Linked DNA regions of Zea mays: region 1 is linked to region 2. A link is a contact called in public Hi-C data. All regions are on one chromosome and are shown on one strand. Each heading gives the region's core, a stretch centred on a gene start, on an enhancer-like site or on the middle of the called end of the contact. The rest is flanking DNA. Distances are from core to core; before and after follow the strand shown. Region 1 holds the start of LOC103633000 (UPF0664 stress-induced protein C29B12.11c). Region 2 holds the start of LOC100502335 (Beta-glucosidase 11).

Region 1 (5,739 bases), core at 1,139-3,638, 170 kb after region 2:
GCTGTTATGACTGGGATAATGGAATCACAATCATGTGTGCTCACTAGAAACATTCTGCAGCTGTTTAACTAGATGCTGGTTTCTTTCAAAAGTTGTGGTCTGTGTACATATAGAAGTCACTGATGATTCCTATGTTCAGGTTGGTGTGGAGAAGTTCGTGATGTTATCTATTCTGAGAATGGAACTGTAACCGTGGTATATCGAGTGATACTTAAAGGAACTGATGGAGAGGTAAACTTTCTCCCTTTTTTCTCTACGGAAGTTTTGTTGTACCTGCACAAATTTAAAGTGGCACTTTTCAAATTATATGGTTCACACTAACTGCACCATCTTTTTTTTCTTTTGAAATCAACTAAAATACATTGAAAACAATCGTCTATATTAACTGATGCAATTGCATCTTTTTGAGTTAGGCATACAGAGATGCCACGGGCACAGCACAGTTACATGAGGGGCGCAGGGAAGATGCTGTTGCAGCCGCAGAGGAAGCTGCATTCTGCAAAGCCTGCGCACGGTTCGGTTTTGGCCTGTACCTGTACCACCAGGATGATTCTCATTACGACGACCACTTCCATTGAGGCTCAGTCTGCAAAAGAGCTGTTCATAAGCTGCAACATGCGTTGGATATGCCTCTCGAAAAACTTCGCATCTAGAATCAATTTTTGCTCTTTGCGTAGTATCATACTCATAACACAAAGAAGTGAACCTATGTAGATGCTATTCGAAACCTTCTTTTTATTAATATTAGAATTCTTATTAATATTATTGTATAATTATTTTTTTAATGTATATGTGTCGGACACAATCTATTGATTGATCTATATTCTGGCAGTCTACTATATCATAGTCTCTATCACTAGTATTTATAATAACTCAGGAGAAGTTTTGTTGAAATTTTCTATCAAAGTTTCTGAAAATCGGGTATACTCGATGATCGGATCGAAAGGACTAGGTACGTGACTAAAATTTATTTAAATAATCTGGGTAACAGTTCAAGATGATCAAATTAATAAAAGACAGGAAAACTGGACCTAATTTTCGGTCCTGACTCCTGACTAGAGGTGGACAAAATATCTGATATCTAAACCCCAAAACCGGATTATCCAATAAAATCTTAATTCGAAGTACCTGAACTTGGAATACAATACTCAATTACGATTTCGGTTGTAAAAATTCGAATTTAGTTTATGTCCCGTTTGGACGTAGATATTAGAGCATAAAATTGGGAATTAGAGTCAACTTTCCTAAATTCTATTATTTGGTTGCACATGGAATTGAGATTTAAAATCAGATGCTTAATTCCATGGAATTGGCCTATAGCTAGAAACACCCTCTCCCAATACAGCGTGGGATTAGACCGCACAATTCTAAACTCCAATTCAGTGACATCTAAACAATAAAATTGGAATTGCATCTTATTTCAATATCATACCTGATTTAGTATTTAACCCGTTCAATTCCATCATCTCCAATATCAACATCCAAACGAAGCATTAGGTAGTTCTGGCAATGTATTTCGATACCCGAACTACCTGCAGTATCTCAAATATTTATCTTCTATTCTTAATATAAAGACATGAAGTGATTTAGTACAATATAAATATATTATTTAAAATAAACCAATATAGGTTAATGTTAATTTAATAATGTGTGAAACTTGTGAGTAGTGTGGTGTTACTACGGAAGTAGATTAGCATGTTGTTAAAAAATATTATTTTATTGCATGTAATATCTACTTCAAATTTATTATCTCTGTTGTTTAATACTATAATCAGGTAATTTGGAATTACTTGAATCTAAACCCAAAAAATTCATGTACCAGAAATTTTCGATAAAATATTAAGGCGAGTATATTTTGGATTTTAAAATTTTATTGTCCTAATTCTCAATTATCTAAATTAGCTGACATGGAAAAATCAGGTAAGGGCCCGTTCGGTTTGGCCTGGAATACGGCCCATTCCGTCTGAAATTATGTCGTTGGGATTAAAACTGGACTAAAGCCTAAATGGTTGTTCGGATAGAATTAATCCTGAATGAAACCAGGGCATTCTTGACCTTTGTACGCCTCTTCCACTTGGATTGGAGCCATGCCTATGAACACGTGAAATCAAACCAGGCCAAGATTTAGTAAAACAACCCGGATCCACTCTATCCCGATGTGGAACGGTTCCTAAGGCCTTGTTCGTTTCCGTCGGATTGCACCCGGAATCGTTCCAGCTAATCAAAGTTTATATAAATTAGAGAAGCAATCCGGTCAGGAATCGTTCCGACCCACCAATCCGGCAGAAACGAACAAGGCCTAAGGGCTTGTTCGTTTTGAGCGGATTGGGCCGTTCCCGGCCGTATTCTAGGCAGAATTAATGAGTCTGGTTTGGAATACGTAGAACCGTTCGTTTTGATGTTGGCCAGAAAGGAAACCACATGTTTTGGAGTCAACCCTTCAATTTTTGGCCTGGAACAAACACGGACAATCCACCTCCTGGATTGGTTTCCAGCCTAGAAACAGATGAGTGACCAGAAATAAGTGTCCACTCAATCCTGGACTGGATTGGTTACTCATCTGGTTTTGATCCACGTCTGCCGAACGGGGCCTAAGCTGGAACCAATCTTGGGCTGCCGAACGGCCCCTAAACCGAACGGCAACCGGCAGGGCCGGGCCAAATCAAGCAGCAAACTGCGAATGCGAAAGCTCATACTCGCATACTTCAGGTCTGGAATGCTCTGGCCGCTACGAGAGTCCGATTGCCCGAAACCGCTATAAAGCTATGTCAGCCCAACGCGCACGGCACGCGTCCAGGCTCCAACAGCACGACGCAACCGACCCCACATTCCCTTTACGCGAAGAAGCATCACCGCGAGTCGTCCTCCTCTCTGTCTTCGCTCGGCGATCTATCAAGGAGGCCAGGAGGGTGAGGGGGAGATGGCGGAGAACCCGCAGCTGTTTGGGAACGGGATGCCGGTGCCGTTCTACGGCGAGATGTTCGTCCTCGTCCGGGACGGCGTCGAGTTCCACGTCGACAAGATCCCGTCGTGAGTACCCCCCGTCTGCTGATTTGGCGATGTTGATAGGGATTCCGTTTTCCAGATGGGGATTTAGGGATTGCCAGACTAGCTTTTTAGGGTTTATTGGGGTGGAAAATAGTCGAATACAATGAATTCCAGATTCCGGATGGAGATTTAGGAATGGCCGGACTAGTTTTTTAGTTTTTTGAGGCAGAAATTAGTCAAATATAATGGATCGAAGGGGACGTGGTGTCGGCCCAACATCGAGGGTGGTACGGGATGGCCACGCTAGAGGTGGCGTGGTGGCCGGCCGGCCGGAATTGAGCCCTCGGAGGGTTCTCCTCTGGGCAAGTCCTGCCTAGGATGGCCATTCTTCCGGCCACCGCCCCTTTGTTTGGCGACGATTCTGGTTGGTTCATCGATATGTTTTTGCAATTATATTACTACAATTTAAGTTTAATTTATGATCTTTATGACATCATCTATTTGCTTATTTAGACAATTTTGGAGAATCAGGTGTTATATGAGGAAGGGGGGACTGTCTAGCCAAATTAATCTTTCATATGTTACAACAGCAGTAAAAAAAATCAGTAGTAAAATAGTTTTTTTGTCACTTATAAGTTCTAAGATTGAACATCATTTGCCTTCTCATTCGCCCATTACCTATGCTTGTATTGGAAGCTTCATTTTTAATAGTTGCTCTCGGCAAACATATCTAACCATATTTTCCTACTGCTGCTGCTTCTCTTGTTATTATCAATCAGAGCTCCTGGAGGTCATGTGAAAACAAAAGGCACAATTTACCTGTCCAATATAAGGATGGTGTTTGTTGCCAGCAAGCCTGTTGGCAACTTCTTTGCTTTTGATATGCCACTGGTAAGTAATGCCATTCTGAAAGTTGGTTCTTTGTTTCTGCTCTCAGTCTTATATAATTTGAACAAAATGCAAGGGCAAAAGCACAGAACAAAAAAGGATAGGAAAAAAAGTGCAATGGCACCAACACCGTTGACAGACCATGATACGATAATCACTAATAATCAGCATAAAATTTCTACTCATGTTTTTGTTAGCTTGTGATTTTGCACATGTGGAGGTTCACCCTTGTCTAGTATGTAATGCTGTTATAGGAAAAGGTCCCCAGCATATGCTAATTCCACCATATTATCTTTGTGTCGTGATAACTTGTATTATTGACCCATTTCTTAAGCTTTACTGCATTTTTCTTAAAAAATTGTTTGATCTATGTTATTACAAAGAAAAATAGTCTCTCCGATCCTGTCCAAAGTGCCTGGAGGCAAAGCACAACCTACAAGACAGATGCTTATGTGTGCTCAATCAGAATTTAGGTGAACGTAGTATCTTGCTAGCCAAGCGAACTGAAGAAATGGAATGAGCTAAAAGAGTAAAAACTAAAAAGAAAGGCAGTCTAGTTCAAAGCATTTCTTAGCTATAAAGGGCTTTCGTTGAAAAGAGGTGTCTGCTAATATCACATATTATATTGCTATGCATGGTTAATGTCATTACTGAGGTCCAAAAGGCATTCGAGAATATTGTAGCAATCAGCCAATCAAGCATTCAAGGTGGTGCTCAAGCAATATGATGTTTCTTGAATGATTGATGTGTTCTATTAGCAAAAATTGTTTATATATCAGTGCAATGTGGGATTTCAGCACATGCTTTTCTAAATGAAATTGCAACCGGTATGACACTTCCTTATTTAGAAGCCCTTGTTGCTTCCTTAGCTTGTGACCTGCCTTTTGTTGAGCTTGTGGGCTGCTACAGTGTCACTGCCCTTTAAGCTCTAGGTGAGTATCGAGTAGCGGAATATTTTGTCTACCGATATAGTGTGTCTAATTTATATGGTGATTGTTGGTGGTTGTAGCGTCTACCGTGTGTCACGTTTGCCAACACATTTTGTTAGGTGCTTAGTTGCCGGGTTCTCTCTTTTTTTTAAAAAAAAATCCCTAGGTGCTTTTGCCTGATTCAAGGTTACATTACATGTTGGGGATTCTAAGAAATGGTTTCTTCACAATATCAGTCTAAATACTCTTTCTTGCTTACCTCTGCAGTTGTTTGTGCATGGTGAGAAGTTCAATCAGCCCATATTTCACTGCAACAACATCTCTGGATTCGTTGAACCAGTGAGTATGACAGAATGCTTGGTAGAGAATACATATATGATATGGTTGGTCACTAACATCGAATGTTCCAATGCAGGTCGTTCCAGACAATCAGAACAGGGCCCTGTACTCAACTCACACCTTCAAGATCTTGTTCAAGGAAGGCGGCTGTGGTACTTTCGTTCCTCTCTTCCTTAACCTGACTGCATCTGTGCGGCGCTACAATGAGTTTGAAGCCCAGTCTGCTGCTAACATGGCACCGCGTGTGGATCCTCTGCAAGCTGTGCAGACTCCTGTCGATGATATGATGCGTCATGCGTATGTGCTCACAGTCTAGCAACTTCTTCTCCTGGCTATTGGTTTCTCTGCTGTGAACTCATGTTAGTGGATATATATGCACAGGTATGTTGACCCAAATGATCCTACCAAGATTTACCTTCAGCAACCTGCCCCAGAATCGCAGCTGAGGAGGAGAAACTACCACGGCCCAGCTGATGCGAATTAGCGCTTGCTGGATTGGCAAAACTCATGGCCAATGAACTGTTGTATCTGTTTGAACATTTTATCACAACTGGCTTCAATATCCGGGAGCCCCCGTATACTGCGAGTCTGTGGC
Region 2 (5,910 bases), core at 132-2,631:
ACGGCTGTGGTAGTTACATGCTACTCGCCTGTCTGGTGGTCCCTTCCTTTCCAGATTGCAAGTGTGGTTTTAGCTTTCTACACGCATAGCTTTTGCGTCGTAGATGACAAATTGATCACTGATTCTTCTACCAATGCAACGGAAGTTGTACAAATTACAAATACGTGTCCTGGTCAGAGTGCCTAGATATACATGCTTCTAGAAGGGAGCTTATTAGGCTCTTCTTGTTGCGCAAGAGCTGCCAATTGCAATCGGCATATAGTTTTATTTTATTTATTACAGCCTGATCGCACAAGAGATTTGGTAAAAATGACTTAAGCTACCGGGAAATTTTCCTGTGAGCCACGGTTACTCGTACCGTTTGGTTCACATATTTGTAACGTAATGAGTAAGTGATAACGTTAAATCATGTTTGTTTTAGTCCAACCATAATTAGATATCATACTAAAATTGATACCGAACTATTCAAACTTGTTACCATCAGTAATCAAGTGTAAATCATTACCATAACCCTTTACGTTACATTTTATGAACCAAACAGCACTTCCACCAGAAATAATAAAAAAAGGTGGGGAAGATCTCTAGGATTCCATATTATAGCTTCGTGATTTTCAACAAATAGGTAAAACTTTTGTTAAAAAAAACCGGGTCCTAATATCGTGTTCGTCTTCTGGTTTAAAATACAGTAATCATGAGTTTTTACCGATCAAATCAACTCGATCACCTTTAAAATCAGCGTCACATGGATGAAACAAAATTTTAATGTTTTGAAAAAAGCTAAATGGGTGCATACATGCATGTAGTGAGACGAGTGCGCTCGGCATGTCCTAGATTACAATAATAAACCTGATACAGGAGCTCTAAGCTAAAGTAGTTGTGGGCCATATACATCCTATCCTATTTATATAGCTGATCCCGTGATTTAGTTTATTTTTGCTATATACGTAGTCGTCACGCTCCGAGGTCCGAGCAGCCCCTTATCCCAGATTAGGTGGTGCGCGTGACCGCACACGCCCACATCTAATCCGCCATGGAAACCATACGAACTCACGCATGAACCCTAGACTTAGCTGACTGAAATCATGGACCGTGCCACACCAAGGGAACCAACAGACTTACGGGCACCGCCGACGAGACGTACCTGGTACGCCGAGGAGCCGACGCCGAAGACGAACCCGGCGGGGAAGTCGGCCCGGGTGACCGCGCCCGAGGCAGCCGCCGCCCCGCCGCCTAGGCCTAATACGCTGAGCTCGGCCGGAGCGACGGCGGCGGCCAAGAGGAGGAGAAGAGTAGTAGCACAGCCGAGCGGCGCCTTTCTCCCCATCATGTTCGTGTCCAGCGCGCCGGCCGGCCTCAGCTAGCGGGTCTAGTCTCTCCTCTCCTCTCCTCTGTTCGCCGGCCGGCCGCGCTCGCGGGGGGTGCTTTTTATATAGTTGAAAATGCGTGGGGTGCGTCGTGCGTGCGTGCCCCGTCGCAAACTACGAAGTTCCGCCCGCGTGGCGCGGACGTCGTCGCTGACGTCGCGCGCGCCGGCCGGAGAGGTCTCTATATACTACTGCGGTCCTTCCTGCCCGGTTTCGCTAGCGGCTGTGCACGTGGCGACACCGTTGCGTTGCCGTCCGTCCTCCCCATGCGCGTCGGCTGCCTTGGCGCTTCTGCTTCGCTCGATCGGCGCGGGTGAGACACTGAGACGTATGCGTACCGGCGCGTGCAGTGCAAGTGTATCGAGCAGCCTCAGGCCTCATCAGAGACAGAGAGTAGAGAGCGTCCCTGCGCCAGATGCACATTCGCTGTCCAGCGTCCACGTGTGACAGCACTGAACAGGGAACCGGGCGTTTTGTGCAGTGCAGTGCAGTGCAGGTGGCGCCGCCGGTCTCTTCCAGAGACAGAGTGACAGACAGCTCGATCAGGCGCCTCTAGTCCACTCCTCCAGCTGTTTTTTTACCCGGCCGGATCGAGACTTCACCAATGCTTCTATCTAGAAGACGGAGTTCAAATTCTTCTTTCCTCAGCTACGATCGACAACGTATCCCGTCACTTGGCCCAGCTGCTAGCTAGGTTTTCATTTATCAGCTAGGATACGAATTAAGCCACCCACGACCAAAAAAGAAAAGAAGATACGTGACCTCACTCGTGACTAAACAGCAGCAAAAATCGTAGACGGGTACGCTATCCAGGTCACCCGATAACCGTTCTTGGTTTCGTCCAGCGATGTTGTCCATCCGGTGCGGATCGGATCGGATCGGGCTTCGTCCCCATTTCTTCTAGACCTCCGTGCGCCGGGAAGATTAAATTTATATGAGTTTTATTTAATTATTTTTGATGATTAGTGAGACGTAAATTGGTAGGATAGTTCATGTAACTAATCCCTCTGGTTGTGTGGGTCCCAATAAACCCGGGAAAGGAGACAAGGAGGATCAGAACCAAGATTCCACAGATGAAGACAACTAACTTGATGGTGCTGCTCCGGATGTGGAGATTTTGCATGACTTCTCTTCACCAGGCTTTTTGGATGTTTCGGCCCGGGCGCTTTTGGCTGGTTGTTGTGGCGACAAACTTTGTGGTTTCTGGCTGCGCTATGTTCGGTTCTCACAAACACTTTTTCGCCCACCCTGTTTTTGGGTTTGGGTTTCTTTTCGTTGACGAACCAGATCATTCCCCCGATGAATAGTTACAACTCTGCTACTTTTTCTGATTGGTCCGTTTTAAGTTTTAATGTCCGGGGGATCAATTCGGTCGTTAAAGGGAATGGTATTCATTGCGCGATTAGGGATTCTAGATGTGATATTGCAGGAGACCAAGGAGTTTTTTTACAGGGCTGACCTAAGAAAATTCTGTCCCAATTCCTTGGATGCGTTCGCTTTTGTTCCCTCGGTGGGAAATTCGGGTGGCTTCATTACTGTTTGGAATAGCGCTAAGTTGGTGGGCACTGTTATTTTTCAGAATGATTATCCTCTTTCGGTTGAATTCCATGCTAATTCGTCCAATGAATCCTGGATTGTCACTAATATTTACGCGCCCTGTACTCCGCATGGGAAAGTCGAATTCCTTAACTGGTTCTCTGCTATAAATATGCCCTCGGAAAAGCTCTGGCTGATTGTTGGGGACTTTAATCTCATTCGTAGGCCTGAAAACAGAAACGTTGCAGGGGGATCTTAATCTGATGTTGAAATTTAATGAGGCCATTAGTGAGCTTGACCTGCTAAAAATCCCCCTTCATGGTCTTTCCTTTACTTGGTCGAACAGGCAAAGGGAGCCTCTCCTTCAGAGACTTGACTGGTTTTTCATCTCGCAAGAATGGTCGGTTTTTTACCCGGACACCCACGCAACGACGCTGCCCAGGGATTTTTTCTGATCATGTTCCTTGTCTGATTTCTTTCAAGTCTAAGGTCCCTAGGCCCAAGATCTTTAGGTTTGAGAACTTCTGGCTTCATTTTGAGGAGTTTATGACTGTCTTTCAAAATTCTTGGACTGCCCAGCCAACTCTTGCAGACAAAGTGAAAAACTTAACAGCAAAATTCAAGTACACCAGGAAGATCCTCAAGGATTGGCAGCGGTCTCTGCCAAACATTGATAAAACAGTGAGACAAATTAAGTTGCTTATAGAGTTCATTGACATTATTGAGGAACATCGCGTCCTTTCGATTGAAGAATGGAATTTTCGGGAGCTATTGCAAACCAAAAATGCTGATCTGCTCCAAATTCAGAAAATCTATTGGAAACAACGGGCTTCCATCAAATGGGTCACCAAGGGGGATATTTGCTCTAGATTTTTTCATGCTCATGCAACGGTAAAGTATAGGCGTAATTCAATTGTGCTGCTCTCTGATGATAGTGGGTCATTCTTTTTAGATCATGACATGAAAGCTAACCTTTTTGTGGAATGTCTTCAAATGTCGCTTGGGTTCTTCTGACTGTTCGAAAAATGTTTTTGACCTATCTGGCCTGATTATGTTGCAAGAGGGCTTACATTGGTTAGAGGAGCCTTTCACAAAGCAAGAAATCGACAGCATTGTTGCAGCTCTCCCCTCCGACAAATCGCCGGGGCCCGACAGGTTTAATACCAATTTTCTCAAAAAGTGTTGGCCGGTCATTTCTCAGGACTTCTACGACTTATGTGAGCAATTTTATCAGGGGGATGTCTGTCTTCGAAGTATTAATGGTTCTTTTATTGTTCTGATTCCGAAGAAGGAGAATGCTTAATTGGTGGGAGATTTTAGGCCAATTTCGCTTCTAAATAATAGTATGAAAATCATCACTAAGTTGCTGGCCAATCGTCTTCAGATAGTGATGACCTCCCTTGTTCACAAAAATCAATATGGCTTCATCAAAGGAAGAACCATTCAGGACTGCTTGGCTTGGGCTTATGAATACATCCATTTATGTCATGTTTCCAAAAAAGAAATCATCGTGCTCAAGTTGGACTTTGAAAAGGCCTTTGACACAGTTGAGCATGATCTGATCCTTCAGGTGCTGTCCTTCAGAGGATTTGGGCCCAAATGGTTGAGCTGGATTAGGGATATCCTCCAATCTGGCAAGTCTTCGGTCCTCCTTAATGGTGTTCCAGGCAAATCTTTTAATTGCAAGCGTGGGGTAAGACAAGGAGACCCCCTTTCGCCTCTTTTATTCGTTCTAACGGCAGATCTGCTTCAAAGTATAATCAATAAGGCGAGACAGCAGGGCCTTCTTCAGCTGCCCCTCACTAAGAACTGTGGTCAAGATTTCCCGATTGTTCAATATGCCGACGACACACTTTTGATTTTGGAAGCTTGCCCCAGACAATTATTTTTCCTCAGAGCAGTTCTAAACTCTTTCGCTACCTCGACGGGGCTCAAAGTGAATTATCTTAAATCAAGTATGTACCCGATCAATGTTTGCCCAGCTCGGTTGGAGATTCTAGCCAGAACTTTAAACTGTCAGACAGGTTCTATGCCTTTCACTTACCTTGGCATCCCTCTAGGCCTGTCAAAACCTAGAATTTGTCACTTTTTACCACTTATTCAAAGGATTGAAAGGAGACTGTCTTGTACTTCTGCTTTCCTCTCCCAGGCCGGAAGATTGGAGGTAGTTAACTCTGTTTTCTCTGCTCTCCCGACTTTCCTGATGAGCAATCTGAAAATTCCTGCCTCCACGGTCAATTTGATTGATGCCTTCCGGAGGCACTGTCTCTGGAGAGGAAATGATGTGAACTCCAATAGATCAGCTCTTGCTGCTTGGGGCATGATTACTCAGCCAAAGCGCAATGGGGCCTTGGAGTGGTCAGGTTGGAGACGCAGAACAGGGCCTTGCTTTTGAAATTCGTGCACAAGTTCTTCAACAAACATGACTTACCTTGGGTTAACCTGGTTTGGAACAACTACTACAGGACAGACAGACTTCCTAGTTGTTCAAATATTGGTTCCTTTTGGTGGAAAAGCCTGCTTAGTCTAGTCTAAGATTTCAAGGGATTGGCAGCCCCAACCATTGGCAATGGGAGAACTATTCTTTTCTGGGAAGATCTGTGGAACAAGGGCATCCTGGCTCAGCAATACCCGGAATTATTTTCATTTGCTTGCAACACCAAATTCTCTATCAAAGAAGCTAAGCAAAAAGATCATCTTCTTGAGATTTTTCAGCTTCCCCTGTCTGTGCAAGCCTACGAGCAGTATCTTGAACTAAACGAGGCTTGGGGACAAATCACGGTGACCAACGCTAAGGACACTTGGAAGCTCATTTGGGGATCTGAAATCTTCTCTACGAAGAAGACTTACAAGCATTTGATGGGTCAGTCTCAAGTTCATCAGATTTACATATCGCTTTGGAAGAACAAATGTCAACCTAATCATAAAGTCTTTTATTGGCTATGGCTAAAAAATAGGCTTAACACAAGGAATATGCTAAGGAGGAAGAACATGACTCTTGAGTCTTACA

The links. Hi-C and Micro-C count contacts between places; a contact is called where the count stands out from the background.
Region 1: a Hi-C map of endosperm shows a contact between it and region 2, with 5 times the contacts expected there. The contact joins the promoter of LOC103633000 here to the promoter of LOC100502335 in region 2. A contact is called at or near these places in 6 of 25 Hi-C or Micro-C datasets (bundle sheath, ear, endosperm and 2 more).

What each region holds. Positions count from the first base shown.
Region 1 is chr7:144,529,996-144,535,734 of Zm-B73-REFERENCE-NAM-5.0, forward strand. It overlaps LOC103633000 (UPF0664 stress-induced protein C29B12.11c), which reads left to right and starts at 2,389. Exons shown (of 5, transcript XM_008654696.4): 1 at 2,389-3,030; 2 at 3,768-3,879; 3 at 5,073-5,144; 4 at 5,221-5,441; 5 at 5,526-5,739. The coding sequence starts at 2,921. The coding sequence ends at 5,628. LOC100285521 (snRK1-interacting protein 1) reads left to right here. Exons shown (of 4, transcript NM_001291645.1): 3 at 140-231; 4 at 414-837. The coding sequence ends at 578.
Region 2 is chr7:144,365,326-144,371,235 of Zm-B73-REFERENCE-NAM-5.0, forward strand. It overlaps LOC100502335 (Beta-glucosidase 11), which reads right to left and starts at 1,382. Exons shown (of 9, transcript NM_001196813.1): 1 at 1,142-1,382. The coding sequence starts at 1,327.